Linked DNA regions of Sus scrofa: region 2 is linked to region 1. Evidence: chromatin contacts called from public HiChIP or PLAC-seq data. All regions are on one chromosome and are shown on one strand. Each heading gives the region's core, a stretch centred on a gene start, on an enhancer-like site or on the middle of the called end of the contact. The rest is flanking DNA. Distances are from core to core; before and after follow the strand shown. Region 1 holds the start of MAP7D1 (MAP7 domain-containing protein 1). Region 2 overlaps OSCP1 (protein OSCP1).

Region 1 (7,301 bases), core at 456-2,955:
GGGGGCGCCAGGGCCTAGGCTTCGGTATGCAAGGCTTCCGGCCTGAAAATCTGGACCCCCGACACACACATCCAGGCAGGGGTCACACGTGCCCATCAGGGATGGGGAGGGGGACAGACGCCCCACTCGGGAGAAGAAGATCTTCAAGGCCTGGGGTGGACTGGGAAGGTGGGTAGAGGCAGGGAAGCTGAGGTGACACTGGACGGGGGCAGAAGGGTCACCAGCAACTCCACAGCAGGGTCCCGGCGGACCCCGCCGCTCAGGCCTTCCCAGCGCCCGGGGTGGGGGAGGGGGCAGCTGTCAGAAGATGCGTCTGTGGCCCAGAGCCGCCGACGCCGCCACAGCCTTTATTTTTAAACTTCCAAGTGGTCAGAGGGCGCGGCGAGGGAGGGGTCCCCGCTGAGCGGGCCGGCCTCATCCTCGGCCTTCCCGAGGCCCCTAGATGCCCCTCTCCCATCTATCCTCTGGCATACCTGGGGGTGCGCCGGCACCCGGCTCCGAACGCGAGCCGCTCTCCATGGCTGCGGCGTTACGGCTGGGGGGGTATCTCGGGGGTCTCAGCGGCGACGGCGGCGGCGGCCGGCGGCCAAGATAGGGGTCCCGCGGCGCATCACGCCCGGCCCGGCCCGGCGGGCAACGATTCGGAGGTGGAGGGAGCTCCGGAGAAGGTCGAGGCTGACTCGGCTGGTGGCCTGCGGGCTCGGACTCGCCGGCCGCCCAGTGTCTGCCGGCTCCGGCCGCGATTCTGCTCCTTGCCAGTCGCCGGCCCAGTCCCGGCCGCGGCCCAACCCTATTGTACCGCCCGGGCTGGGCCTGGCCTCCCCGCCGGCGCGTACCAAGTGCGACGCGGGGAGAGCCGCCCCCGCAGCGCCGGAGCACTGAGCGGCCGCGCGCGCGCCCCGCCCCCGTCCTGGGGCGCGGGACCTCGAGCCTGGGGACGCCTCTAATGCGGGCTGCGGTGGAGGGGACGCCACGACACCCGGAGAACGCCCGTCCAGCTGCCTCCCCCGCGGCCGCGCGTTGGTATGCGCCGCAGCGTGAGCCGACTATGTAGGGAGCGCTTTGGTGACTCACCCGCCGCTGGGACTGAGGGGAGTAGGGGGGAGCCGGGATGGGAACCCCCAATCCCACCCTGGAGCCTGGGAGCTCCGGTTCTGGGGATCTCAGCGGCAGCTTCCAGTCTACATTCTCTCCCAAGCCCACCTCCAATAAATTCACCTGGGAACGTGGGGAGACCTGAAGGAGGGTCACAAGAAGCTCCCTAAAAGGGCTATGCTTTCTCTCCCCCGGTGATGGCTGGGGTGGGGAGAGGCCCGGGAACCTTTACGCCTGCCCTTCCTCCATCATCCCACAGTTGGTGTCTTCCCTGCTCCTCTGGGGTAATTACAGACCTGCACCACTGCTTTACCCAAGTCTCTAATCTTCTGGGTCTCTCCCGGCTCCAAACTGGGTGGTCCAGGCTCTGAACCACCCCCAGCCCCATCAGAGGACCCCTCCAGGTTCTCCGAAAGGATTTTTCTCCCCTGTGTCCTGTGGAAGGAGGCAATAAGTCCCTTCTGACTCCCCTCCCCCAAAGTAGTCCTATTTCCCAGGCCTGGGGAATCGATCCCCCAATCCCCTTGCTAGTGCCAGCTGAGGTGGGGCCTCAAGCCGAGTCAGGCCCAGCTTGAGCAGAGAGCTGGGAGCTTGCTGGGAAGGTGGATCGATGATGGTGCTGCAGGGATTGACAGAGGGGAGGAAGGAGGAGGCGCAGCTGGGCCCTGGCCACCCCATCCCTGCCCTTTGTCCTGACCTCCAGAAGGTCAGTTGTCTGGTTCTCCGTTGCCCAAAGATTAGGCCCAGCGATATGCTGTCCTCTGTCCCCCTCCCCTTTCCCGCCAGTGCCTCCTTTGAGCAGCTCCAGAGAGCAGCCATTTCAAGGCGGAGGGTTGGGAACAAAAGAGTCTGAGTCTCAGGCCACCTGGGAGCTGACTGTCCTGGGAGGAATGAGTAGTTGGGGGCCCGACCCTTCTTGGGAGGGCCCTGGAGGGAAAATACTACCTTCCCCAGTCCGAAAACATTAGCAAAGGATAATGATAGAAAGCCTGCAACTAGAGCTGGTCATCTTAAGCTACTGTCTTAACTTTTCTGAAACCCAGTTTGCTCACATAAAATCAGGAAGATAATTATATTGAGGGAACATGGGGTCGATGTAAAGGTGATTAAGGCAACGCAGATGAAGTGCTTAGTACTGAGCCTGGCGTATAGGAATAAATAAGGGTGGTGATGATGATGAGCTTCAAAAATACAAGTGCATTAAGATGAGAAGCAGATCCCCCATCTTTATTGCCAGCCATCCTATCTGACAATAAAGATCCCCAGGGGGATGATGGAGCCCAGGACTGTCCTTTGTGAGGTCACCCTGTGGATGAGGGAGCCCAGGACTGACCTTTGGGAGGTCAGAGGCCTCAGGGCCTGCATCTTCCAGAGCTGAACCTGCCCACCCCGACCCAGGCAGTGACTAGACTCAGAATTCAGGAACAGAATCCAACAGGGGAAGGGCCTTCCGGGATGGTTCTCCCTCACCCCCATACACAATCTTGAGACTGTTGCAGGGACAAAGACATATATAGGTGAGAATAGTGAGGTACCCTCATTAGCTAGAGCTCCAGGGCAGCGGAGGGGGGAAGGATGGCTGAAAATGAAAGGATAGGCCAGGGATGGCCTATGTAGGAGGATTTGAATGCCAATTGGCATCATGATCTATACAGTGGAGGTCTTGGGGAGCTGCTGAAGGTTCTTCGGAAGGGGAAGGATTGGCTTTAGAACTGGAAATCCTCCATTGTGTCTAATGGTGGGGGATTGACTTTGAGGAGCTCCCGCAAAGAGACAGTGTAGGGTATTAGCCTACTCAGTGGTTCTTAACTAGAGGCAGTTTTGCTCCCCAGGGACATTTGGCAATATTTAGAGGCATTTGTGGTTGTCGTAACTAGGGGTGTTACTGGTATCTAGTACTTAGTCACCAGGGTTGTTAACATTCTGCAAGGCACGGGACCACCCCCAGAACAAAGACCCATCAGGCCCCAAATGTCAGTGGTGCCAACGTTGAGGAGCCCTTCCTTAGACTGAGGCACCTGTACCTCCTCACAGGATGCTAGCGGTGGGAGTTAGGCAACTTGACATTCTCTGGCCAGCCTCAGAAGGCTTCCTACACGTCCGTCCGATGGATGCATCCGATGGGTCGGCAGCATCGAGTCCTGGGAGGATGACTGAGGGGAGCCAGGAGAGCACCCGTGTCCTGTGAGTGCTGCAGTAAGACCAGACAGTCGGAGTGGACTCCTTGCCATCTGCCTCCTAACTGATCGGGATCCTTGGTGGACCCCAGGCCACAGCAACTGACAGGGCTTAGAGTGGGTGTCTCTGAGGTTGGGGCTGAGTGATCGTGTTCCCCAAACATTACACATCCCAGAGAAGGAGAAGGGGAGCACTTGCAACATCATGGGCTGAGGCCCCAGCAGGATGCCCTGCCCTCTAAGGTAAACGGTGAGGAGCTGTCACCTTCCTGTGCCTCCCCTTCTGCCTGGGGCAGTTCTCCTCCCCTTCCACAGAAACAGGCTTGGAGTCGTCAGTCTGGGCTGGAGCAGCTGGGCTGGGGGGCAGGTCGCTGAATGGGGTTCAGAAATACATCCCTTTCCTGATCCCACCAGGGGGAGAACAGGTGTAAGAGTGTTTATAACCTCCTAGGTTTGGTGGGACAGGGTCCAGGATGAAGCTGGCAGTGAAGGAAACCACTGGGAGGTTTGACAAAGAGGTATCAATTGGGACCAAGGCCCTGGAGGCTGTCTCCACACCCACAAAGTAGGAAGTAGGAGGGGCCTCATGGTGGGGGCAGGGAGAGATTTGCACTCTCAACTCCCCCAGGGTGCTGCAGCAAGAAGGGGGTCTCTAACCCAGACCACTTGGCTGGAGAGCCCTCTCCTCCACGGCCCCTTCCCTGGGGCTGGGGGTGGGGAATGCCCTCAAGGGCGGCCGTAGACACCAGCTGCAGTGTGTGCTCCCTCCGTCCAGTTCTTGCAGAGGGGAAGTAACAGACAGGAATTGGAGGGGGAGGAACTATCCAGGACGAAATAGGTTGAAGCCTTTGGGTTGGCGGGGGCGGAGGGGGGGTGTCCTTGTCTAGAGTCCCTGTTAAAGGATGGGAAGTTACGCCCGCTGCATTTTTTTCCGCCAAGGAGGGTAGGGAGGGGATGCCTGGTCTTCTAAAGAGTTCTGGCTGCAGGGTTGCTAGAGAAGGATTGGCATTTGTGAATGAGAGCCCTTGGTGAAGTTGCTAAGGAGCCAGGAGGATACCCTAGAGATTAGCCTGAGATAGACCCCACCCCCACTCTTAATTCAAGACTGGTGACTCTTCAAGGAGGCGTCCCAAAGGAAAAGTCGCCAAAAGGAGGAATTGCAAGCAGAGAGGGGAAGAATCTCAGAGGTTGCAAGATGGGCAGGGAGAGGCTCCGCCTCCAGTCCCTCCAGAACCGCCCTGCCTGACAGCAGGCTGGGTGGGGTCGGGCCGCAGGCCGTGACTGTGACTCAGGTTTCTGTGGGCAGCCAAGGGCAGCCGGCAGGGAGGAGCCCAGACCGACAGACAGGCCAGCCAACTGCAGCTTTCACCTCAGCTGTCCTCTCTCCTGGGAATGCAGGAGGTTCTTCTCTAGTTTTGCTGGCCTCCAGGGGCTAGCCCACCCCAGCGTCCCCACCCCCACCTCCAGCTGACCATCGTGTTCCTTCCTAGAACCCTTGGCCAAGGCACTGACACAGGAAGGAGAGTCACAGGTCACTACCTCTAGGGAGGCCCCAGAATGTCTGTGCCACGGGGAGAAGAGTGTAATAATGGTTAGTCCTGCACCCTGGGGGAGAGACTGAGGGAATCCTGGGTACTGTCTTTCAGGCTGAGCAGCCGGGCCCCCCAGCCTTCCCCAGCCAGGCTGGCCATGCCTGGGCAGGCTGGTTATCATGGTGAAGGCTAGCAGCAAAATGCAGCTGCCTCAGAGCCAGACCACCAGGCCTAAGTGAGGAGAGGGTGCTCCTTGGACTCCCAGCCCAGTTCTGTCAGAATTGACCAGTCAGGGAGGGATGGCTGGAGGTGAAACCAAAGGGCTATATGGTCTGGGACTGCAGGACTTGCCTTGGTGATGGGTGAGGGTGTGGCCAGCACATTCCCTTGGTATTTCTGGGGCCTGTTTGCTGGGCTGTGTTTTTAGAGAGTGGCTGGAAGAAAGGGAATGCACAGTTACTTTGTGCCAAGTGCTCTGCATACATGTCTCACCAATCTTCACAACAACTGAGAGAGATCCAGCAACTTGCCTAAAATGGCAAAGCTGGGATTAAAATCCAGGACTGGCTGCTACCAACGCTGGTGATCTTTTTTTTTTTTTCCTGGAACCAGACTGTAGTTGTTACAGGGGAGGGAGGGGGAGAAAATGACCTGAACTTTATCAGACTGGATGTTTCATCAGGAGGCCACAGTGGTTAAGATGCAGATGCTTAGCTGCGTTTGGGGTCTGGGGACAGATGGCAATTTGAAGAGAAAGCCGTTGGCACGTAGTAGGTGGTCATTAAATATTGTTGTGAAGAAGCCAGATTTGTGTATGAGCCATAGCCAGTCTTCTGGGACATCCTGGGAGCTTCTAGCTCTGAATTGCAGCAACAGCGGAAGAAGCTAGTTTGAAAGAGGGACTTTCCAAGACCAACCCCAGCGAGAGAGGAATTTGCGGAGCATCTCTGAGTGGGGGTTGGGGGGGCAGGAAGGGGAAGTGTGGACGATACAAGATTACCGCAAACTGCTAACGCCACCTAGTGGCCATACTGCAGCCCATGGGGAGCCAGGCTCCAGGAGTCCGCTGAGCACGGGGCACTCTGGGAGTTATAGTCCAGCTACGCGGTGGCGCCAATGAGGCTGTTGGGTGTTGTAGTCCGACGTTTATTGGGCGGGAATTACCCTCGTCGGCCAGACCACGACTCCCGTGGTGCCCCGCGGCAGGCGCGCAGGCGCGGTGAGGCGGCACCCGTCAATCCCCGACGCTGTGGGGTCGCTAACTGGGTCCAGAGGTTTTAGGAGGGGTCGCCGGGTGGGTCTGTGGCGAGGCGGGGTAGGCGGCCGGCACCATGTCGAGGCAGGCGAATCGTGGCACCGAGAGCAAGAAAATGGTAACCGGAGCGTGTGATCTCGGCGGGCGGGGCGGAATGGGGGCGTTCTGGGGAAGGGGCCCGGCGCAGGGCGCAGGGCCCAACTGGTAAAGCGCCTTCTCCGAGCGCTGGGAGGGAGTGATTCCGGTGGAACGAAGGAGGAGGAGGCTGCTAGATGGGTCGAGAGTGGAGAATCGCTCGGGGCGCGTCGTGGGCCTGAGGCGGGTTGGAGGGCCTCTGGAGTAGCTCAGAGACCCCTCCCCCGAGGCCTGAGTACGGGATCAACAGCGACGACGGTAATAGCAGTAATTCCCACTGTTGCGCTCTTCTGTTAATTAGGCACTGGGCCAAGCACTTTATATCCATTATCTCATTTAATCCGCAAAGTAATTCTCACCGTTTTGGGGCTCAGAGAGGTTACATAACTTGCCCAAATTTACCGCTAGGAAGAGTTGGAATTTGAACCCATGTCTCTCTGACCCCAAAGCTCATGCTTCAGACCATAATATCTCTCACACTATGCCGTGGGCATTGCAAGAGATGCTCACATTCTGGTTTTGCCAGAAAGGAAGAGTAAGGGGTGGGTCAAAGTAGGCAGTCAGTGGTACTCTTCTCTGGCTTCTTTCTTGTCCTGGGAATATAGTTCCATAAAGTTTGGCTGCAGATGGGGGCTGGGCCTGGGAAGTAAGGTAGATGACTTTTTTCTTCAAACTAAGGGGACTTTTTGATGCGTGTTCCTTTTCTTTGGCATTTTCTTAGTTCATCCAGAATTGCCCAGTTCTCTTTGCTTTCCGATTTAACTGAGTTACTGAAGGTTGCATACAGGGCAGATCAGGGGCCCTTTGTTGACACATGTCTAAACTTCCCTCACACCTTTGCATCATATATCAGGAACAGCCACGAAAAATGGGCAGCAGGCAGCCTTGTTACTCTGGTGTAGTACTGTACTTAACTTTTTCTCTCTCAGACCCCTTTTGAGAAGTTGGTGATAGTTATGGACCTTCTCCCCAGAAATAGTAAGTAGACACACATACACATAGACATTTACTTACATTTTGGGAGGCATCTGTGGGCCCCCTGAAGATACTCTATGGACACAGGTTAAGAATTACTGTTTTGGGGAGTTCCCTGGTGGCTCAGTGAGT
Region 2 (7,674 bases), core at 3,963-6,462, 210 kb before region 1:
GCTAGTCTGGGCTTTTGGTGTGGCTTCACCCCCACCCTCTCCCTCCAGGCCCAGCTCCAAACCCACAGTCACTCCTACCCACCCCTGTGCCTGTAGTCATTGTCCTTAGTGAGCTAATCTGCATATGCTATTCAGCATATCCTGCTTTTCAGTTTCATTGTTTTTCCACTTTAAGCTGTGTCCTGTGTCCAATGAGACTAATACCAAGATTAGCTGCCTCTTGTTGAGCACTTACTATGCATCAGCCTCTGTGATAAGTGCTTTTTTGCTCATTATCTGATTTAGTAGTCACACTAACCCATCGACAAGGTACTGTTAATACCCCCCAGTTTACCAAAGAGAAAAATGGTGTAACTTACCAAAAAAACGCAGAGCCAAGGAGTGGCCCAGCTGAGATGTGAGCCTGGACCACCCAGCATCAGCAGGCCAAACTGCCAGCGAAGAATCAAGAATCATCACCACTTTGCACTTTCACTCACTTTCACTGCCTTGCCCAAAACAGAGGCTTATTCTTGATGATATTACAATATAATCTTGTAGAATTTTAGAGTTTGAGGGGACCTTCAAGTTTATCTCACTTTATAGGTAGGGAAGCTAAGATCCAATAAATCTGATTAACTGCTGGGAGTTCCCCGTTGTGGTGCAGCAGAAACAAATCCGACTAGTATCCATGAGGATGCGGGCTTGATCCCTGGCCTCGCTCGTTGGGTCGGGGGTCCGGCATCGCTGTGAGCTGTGATGCGGCTCGGATCCTGTGTTGATGCGGCTGTGGCGTAGGCTGGCAGCTATAGCTCTGATTTGACCCCTAGCCTGGGAACTTCCATATGCTGTGGGTGCAGCCTTAAAAACCAAAAAAGGGGAAAAAAACAAACAAACAAACAAAAAAAACACCCTGATTAACTGCTACAGTTGGTGGGACTTTAACCAAAACCTCAGTATAATATGCACAAAGCAAGGGGTAAAAGTAAGCGGAATGTGGGCTTTTGAGTCACACTGAAAGCCTTCAAACTCTAAGGCCACGGGAGCCACCTGTCCGGCCCCTTCCCATCAGTCCAGCATGTGGCTGAGAGCTTGGAGTCAGAAACGCAAGGGTTTAAATCCCCAGCTATGTCCCTTCTGGGCTGACTGGCCTTGAGGACATGTCTTAACCTCTGAGTCGCTCTTTCCTCACCTGTGAAATGGAGATAATGAGGTTCTTTTAGCTCAAGCCTCGCAGCTGGATGGAAAGTTTGCAAGAAACCAAGGAATGGGGGGGAGGGATTTGGAGTCGACCTGGACTTCAAGTCCTGGTCCTTTCTCTTTGGACAAGTCACTTCAGTCTGGGGCCCTCAGGCTGCACATCTTTAAAGCAGGGGCAGCACGGCTCACCTGAAAGATTTCCTGTGCGGCTCCAAAGACGTTCTTTTGTAAAAAACGCTCTAACTCTGCAGGTGTTAGAATTATAGTGAGTTTCTCTCTCTTATTGTTTAAACTCACCAAGTAGCCACTACACATTCTCCCTCCTGAGACCGCTTATGTCTATGAAACTATACCAAGAAAAATGACAATACTATATTTTTTTCCAGGTATCCATATTTCTAAAGGACAAAGTTCAGAATTCTAATGGTCGCTTTGTATTGCCAGTGTCTGGGCCTGTCCCCTGGGGAACTGAAGTTCCCGGACTCATCAGGTGAATTCTCAACAGTCATTGTCAGAGCAATGCTTGGGGTCCCAGGAAACGATATGTGGGCCCCCTCATAGAATGCAGCCCGGCTGGGGCCCCTCCCTTTGTCCAGTTAAGCACAGCAGTGCAGACAGAGGTAAGGTTCAAACCCAGCTTGTCACTTGGCAGACACTTGAAGCAAACCACCCATTTCTCTAGGAAGTATTTCCTTATCTACTGGATGATTACTGTGAGGATGCATAAGACAATAATGCTCTAAAGTGCTACCCAGCACCCAGCACATACCATGTATTCAATAAATTTTATTATTATTATTGTGTTACTAGCATTACCTCAAGCAGCATCTTTATCTTGAAGCAGTGCATAGTACAGAGAATAAAGAAGCCTCTGGGACTCCCCCAGCTTGGAGAACATGTCGTCACATCTTATTTTATATTGTAGAATGTTCAACCACAAAGGCGAAGAAGTGAGGAAGGCAGAATTCAAGCACGGTGGAAGCTATGTTGCTGCCCCCAAAGAAGGGTCTTTTGAACTTTATGGAGACCGAGTCCTGAAACTGGGAACTAACATGTAAGCAAATTCTCCCTCCCCAAATGAATTCGAGTCTCTCATTTAAACAACCAGCTTGGGGAGTTCCCATCATGGCGCAGTGGAAACAAATCCGACTAGGAACCATGAAGTTGACGGTTCGATCCCTGGCCTCGCTCAGTGGGTTAAGAATCCAGCATTGCCGTGAGCTGTGGTATAGGTCGCAGACACGGCTTGGATCTGGCATTGCTGTGGCTGTGGCGTAGGCCAGCAGCTGTAGCTCCAATTGGACCCCTAGCCTGGGAACCTCCATATGCCACAGGTGCGACCCTAAAAAGACAAAAAAATAAAAATAAAAAAATAAACTATGTGCATCTTATTTAAAAAAAAAAAAAAAGAAAAGAGGAGTTCCCTTTGAACCTGACCTTTATGAATCTGACCTCTAGCCTGGGCCATATACTGCAGGTGTGGCCTTAAAAAAAAAAAAGAAAGAAAAAGAAAAGAAAAAAAAGATAATTTTATTTTTTTATTATTTTTAATGATTTTTATTTTTTCCATTATAGTTGGTTTACAGTGTTCTGTCAATGTTCTCCTGTACAGCAAAGTGATGCAGTCACACACACACGCACATATACATTCTTTTTCTCACATTATCCTCCATCATGCTCCATCACAAGTGACTAGATATAGTCCCCTGTGCTATACAGCAGGATCTCATTGCTTATCCATTCCAAATGCAAGTTTGCATCTTTTAACCCCAGACCCATAGTCCATCCCACTCCCTCCCCCTCCCCCTCCCCCTTGGCAACCACAAGTCTCTTCTCCAAGTCCATGAGTTTCTTTTCTGTGGAAAGGTTTGTTTGTGCCATATATTAGATTCCAGATATAAGTGATTTCTTATGGTATGTTTGCCTTTCTCTTCCTAACTTACCTCACATAGTATGAGAGGCTCTAGTTCCATCCATGTTGCCGCAAATGGCGTTATTTTGTTCTTGGCTGAGTAGCAATGAATAATTTTAAATATCCATGCAAGAGAACTAACCGAAATCTTTGTTGCAAGGGAGATCCAAAAGGGTTTGGCCTTCATGTATGGATCGCTTTCTATTTTTTTTATTTTATTTTTTTGTCTTTTTCAGGCTGCACACGTAGCATAAACTAGGGATTGAATCAGAATGGTAGCTGCCAGCCTACACCGCAGCCACAGCAATGCCAGATCCTTAACCTACTGAGCAAGGCCAGAGATCGAACCCACATCCTCATGGATATCAGTCGGGTTTGTTACCACTGAGCCACAGCAGAACTCCTCCGATCACATTTTTTTCAGCGATACACATTGCTTTGTAAGAGGAAGCATTTCCACAGAGCGTCCCAGTGTTATGATTTGGGAAGAATCGAAATTTGAGTGGTTGACACCCACTTAGTTGTATTCTGTATTCCCAGCCCCTTTCTGGATGCTTTTTAATGCCTCAGCAGAAAAGCTATGCACTCTGTTTACATGTGAGAAGGAAATCCTGGTAAAAAGGGACAACGTTTTCATGGTTTTCTGTTGCCACCAGGTACAGTGTGAACCGGCCCGTGGAAACCCATATGTCCGGAGCATCGAAGAACGCAGCTGCACGGACGCAAGTAAGCTTCTGCCTCCCTTATGTGTCTTCCAAGTTTATTTCTAGATACAGAAATCTGGACGGGGAGAAGGGTGGGAACTCTAGATTTCAGAGCTGGTCAACATTATCCTCATTGTTTGCAAGCGTCTCCATTCCGCCTTACCAGTACACAGGTTGTTAATTACGGCTCCTCATGGAGACTTCCAGCGATCTGACTAATTAGGTAATTTTAGGCTTGGCTCCACCACCATAATTAAACAGGAACCACACACCAGGACATGTGACACAGCATGGTGCCAGTGTTACAAGGCCCTCGGTTGCTGGGTTCAGCCCTTATGGGTATTCTGATCATCAAAACTCCCCTTTTCGATGCTTCCTTGAATACTGATGTAGAAGCTAAGTTCAAAATACGGTTTTGCGGACTTCCCTGGTGGCTCAGCCGGTTAAGGATCTAGCGTTGTCACTATGTGGCGTTGTCACGGCTATGGCGTGGGTTTGATCCCGGAATATTCAGTTATTCAGCAAACTTCTGTGGGCAAGGTACCCAGGCACAGAGCCGGTTTAGATGTGGTGTCATCCTGAAGTGGCTCATAGTCCTCTGGGAAAAGCCGCAATAAGAACAAATAACTATAACATGGCAGAAGAAAAGCTTGCTGGAGGAGTTCCTCTTGGGACTCAGCGGCAACCAACCCAACTGCTATCCAAGAGGACGCAAGTGTGATCTCTGGCCCTGCTCAGTGGGTTAGGAATCCAGCATCCTGAGCAGTGTTGTAGGTGGAAGACACAGTGTCATGTAGGTCGTAGGTCAAAGACGTGTCGAGTTCTGTGGCTGTGGCGTAGGCTGGCAGCTGCAGCTCGGATTTGACTCCTAGCCTGGGAACTTCCATATGCCGCAGGTTTGGCCCTAAAGAAAAAGAAAAGAAAAGCTCACTGGGCATTCTGAGTAAAGTGCTGTGTCAGAGCATGTGTCAGTGCTGTGTCTTGTCCAGGGGAGTAGGAGCAGGGGACAGGGAACAAGAAAGATTTTCCGAGGAGGTGAAGGAGGATAAGTCAGCATAGAAAGCCAGTACCAGTAAAGGCTCCTGGGGGCATAGTGTCTGGGGGAGGCGGGGAGGCAGCGCCCCACCCACGTGGCTAGATCCTAACACAATAGAGGCAGCGGCCAGAGATTCAACTGGTCAGAGCCGTGGGGCCCTGTTTCAGAAAGGGCTTAAACAATATGGATTCTATCCTTCAGGCAGGAGGCGGTGGCATGTGTCTCAAGCAAGGAAGAAGTGAGATGAGAACCGTAGTTCGGCTGGCAGCAGAGTGATGGAAGAGGCAAAGCTGGGGAAGGCTGGTTTAGAGAGCGCCAGTTGTGAGGAGGCGTGAAGCCTGCAGGGGGCGCAGGAGTTGAGGGAGGGAGCCACAGGCAGGAAAGGATTTCGGGGGTGTGTTTTCATGGATCACCACCTGAGGGCAGTGTGGTAGGTCCTTGGACCTGGAGCCTTCACCCAGGCGGCTTACAAAGGCTGGGGGAACTAGAAGGCCTGAAGAGGAAGCAGCTTGCTTCTCCTTCAGGGAGGAAAGCTGTTTTTTGTTTGATTCTTTCTGTTTCTGTTTTGAGGAGAATGGGGGTCCCTGGGGCCTTCCGCCCATCTTGAAAGAGTGCAACTCTCTGATCTGTCGCTTTGCTAGCGTCCCTCTGCTTCTGGCATGGATTATTTCTTTTTTGGTTAAGCCTGTTTTCTCTGCTTCATTTGGGCCCAGTTCTTCCCAGAAATCATTGAAACAGTTATTGTTTTGCCCTGTTCTGTAATTCCACCCTGGGTCTCTGGGTTCTCAGCAGGAAATGTGATCCCCTTCGTGTGGCTAAAAATCATGAAATTGTTTCTGCAGGAATACACTGCTCCAAACCCTCTTGCTAAAGAAGAGCTGAATCTCTTGGCCAGGCTGATGGGAGGGATGGAAATTAAGAAACCCTGTGGCCCTGAGTCAGGATTCCGGTTGAATCTCTTCACCACTGATGAAGAGGAGGAGTATGTGTCAAACCTGTTTCTTTAAAGACATATGCAAAAATCCTCAGTGTGATAAGAATCAAAAAATAACCATTGTGTGGCGTTCCCACCACGGCTCAGCAGTAAAGAACTCGACTAGTATCCATGAGGATGCTGCTTTGATCGCTGGCCTCACTCACTGGGTTAAGGATCTGGCGTTGCTGTGGCTGTGGCGTAGGCCAGCAGCTGCAGCTTCAATTTAACCCCTAGCCTGGGAACCTCCATATGCCGCAGGTGTGGCCTTTAAAAAAACAGTAATTAATAACCATTGTAAACCAGTAACACTCATAGACATAAAGATCACAAACCAAATACCGGCCAATTCAATAACTTAGTTAAAGAAGAATCCAGTGGTATTCAATAGCCTGAACCTTCTGGAGACCTTCCAAAAATAGTTCTAATGTTTTATTGAGCAAAGCACAGTTCAGCAAGAGAACTGGAAGTCCAGATAATCATATGAAGAAAAGACTGTTGAGGAGTTCCCATTGCGGTTCAGCAGAAACAAATCTGACTAACATCCGTGAGGACACAGGTTCGATCCCTGGCCTCACTCCGTGGGTTAAGGATCTGGCATTGCTGCGAGCTGTGGTGAAGATTGCAGATTCAGCTCAGATCTGGCGTTGCTGTCGCTGTGGTGTAGGCCAGCGGCTACAGCTCCAATTTGACTCCTAGCCTGGGAATCTCCATGTGCCACGGGTGCGGCCCAAAGAAAAAGAAAAGACTGTTAAGAAACTAGAGGGTGGAGTTCCTGCTGTGGCACAACGGGAACGGCAGCATCTCTGCAGTGCCAGGACATAGGTTTGATCCCCAGCCCAGTACAGCACAGTGGGTTAGAGGATCCTGAGTTGCCACAGCTGTGGTATAAATTGCACATCCAGCTCAGATCTGATCCCTGGCCTGGGAACTCCATATGCTGCTGGGAAACAAAAAAAGAAAGAAAGGAAGAAAGGAAGGAAGGAAGGAAGAAGGAAGGAAGGAAGGAAGGAAAGAAGGAAGGAAAGAAAGAAAGAAAGAAAGAAAGAGCAGAAGGAGGTCAAAGCATGATGTCTTTGGGATTAGACAGTCTCCCCCAAACCAACAGCAGTAGTCATTCACCAAGACTTGTACAGTGCTTTACAGTTTACAGAGCACTTTGGCATTCATTATGTCTTGTGACCCTCCTCAGAACCAAATATGTTTGAGGTGGGTGTTCTTTCTATTTCCGTCTCCATTGAGGTGATAGGTACTGTGGTAAGTGTGGGGACCCAAAAATGGAGCATAAGACCTGGAGTCTGTCCTTAGCGTCATAGAAACATGAACAGGTGCACAGGTCATTCTGGTGCCATGTCATGCATTCTCTAATGGAGGACGCGGCAGCTGACTTTGCACCGGTGGATTGAAGGAGTTGGCAACTGAGCTGGGTCTTGGAGTTTGCCAAGCAGAGGAAGGGGAAAAACATTCTTGGCAGAGTTTAGTATGTGCAAAGGCACAGAGGCAAAAAAGGACTTGACTTCCTGGGTGCATTTGTTGGATGCGGATAGGGTAGGAAGCTGAAGGGAAAGAGCAGAAGGTGAATCAGAAAAAGTAGGTTGGGAGTTCCCATCGTGGCACAGTGGTTAACGAATCCGATTAAGAACCATGAGGTTGTGGGTTCGATCCCTGGCCTTGCTCAGTGGGTTGGGGATCTGGCGTTGCCGTGAGCTGTGGTGTAGGTTGCAGACGTGGCTCGGATCCCGCATTGCTGTGGCTCTAGCGTAGGCCGGTGACTATGACTCCGATTAGACCCCTGGCCCGGAATCGGCCCTAGAAAAGGCAAAAAGACAAAAAAAGAAAAAAACCAAAAAAAAAAAAAGAAAAAGTAGGT

Evidence for each region. HiChIP or PLAC-seq counts read pairs in DNA pulled down with a chosen protein or histone mark.
Region 2: an H3K27ac HiChIP or PLAC-seq map of alveolar macrophages shows a contact between it and region 1. The contact joins the enhancer-like site here to the promoter of MAP7D1 in region 1. A contact is called at or near these places in 1 of 5 promoter capture datasets (liver), 7 of 47 Hi-C or Micro-C datasets (alveolar macrophages, embryonic fibroblasts, heart right ventricle and 4 more) and 2 of 2 datasets of contacts at active chromatin or transcription factors (alveolar macrophages and skeletal muscle).

Annotation. Positions count from the first base shown.
Region 1 is chr6:92,292,396-92,299,696 of Sscrofa11.1, reverse strand. MAP7D1 (MAP7 domain-containing protein 1) reads right to left here and starts at 1,705. Exons shown (of 18, transcript XM_021095927.1): 1 at 474-1,705. The coding sequence starts at 519. It overlaps TRAPPC3 (trafficking protein particle complex subunit 3), which reads left to right and starts at 5,985. Exons shown (of 5, transcript XM_005665219.3): 1 at 5,985-6,177. The coding sequence starts at 6,136.
Region 2 is chr6:92,503,474-92,511,147 of Sscrofa11.1, reverse strand. OSCP1 (protein OSCP1) reads left to right here. Exons shown (of 11, transcript XM_021095954.1): 6 at 1,566-1,669; 7 at 2,105-2,233; 8 at 3,748-3,817; 9 at 5,674-5,813. Among named protein-coding and RNA genes, the nearest start is that of LSM10, 10 kb to the right of the region's middle. Within about 2 kb of position 5,212, at least 29 of the 83 cell types and tissues checked have an H3K27ac peak or open chromatin away from gene starts, as enhancers often do. A contact at or near this core is called in alveolar macrophages, embryonic fibroblasts, mesenteric adipose tissue and 1 more, where this site is marked.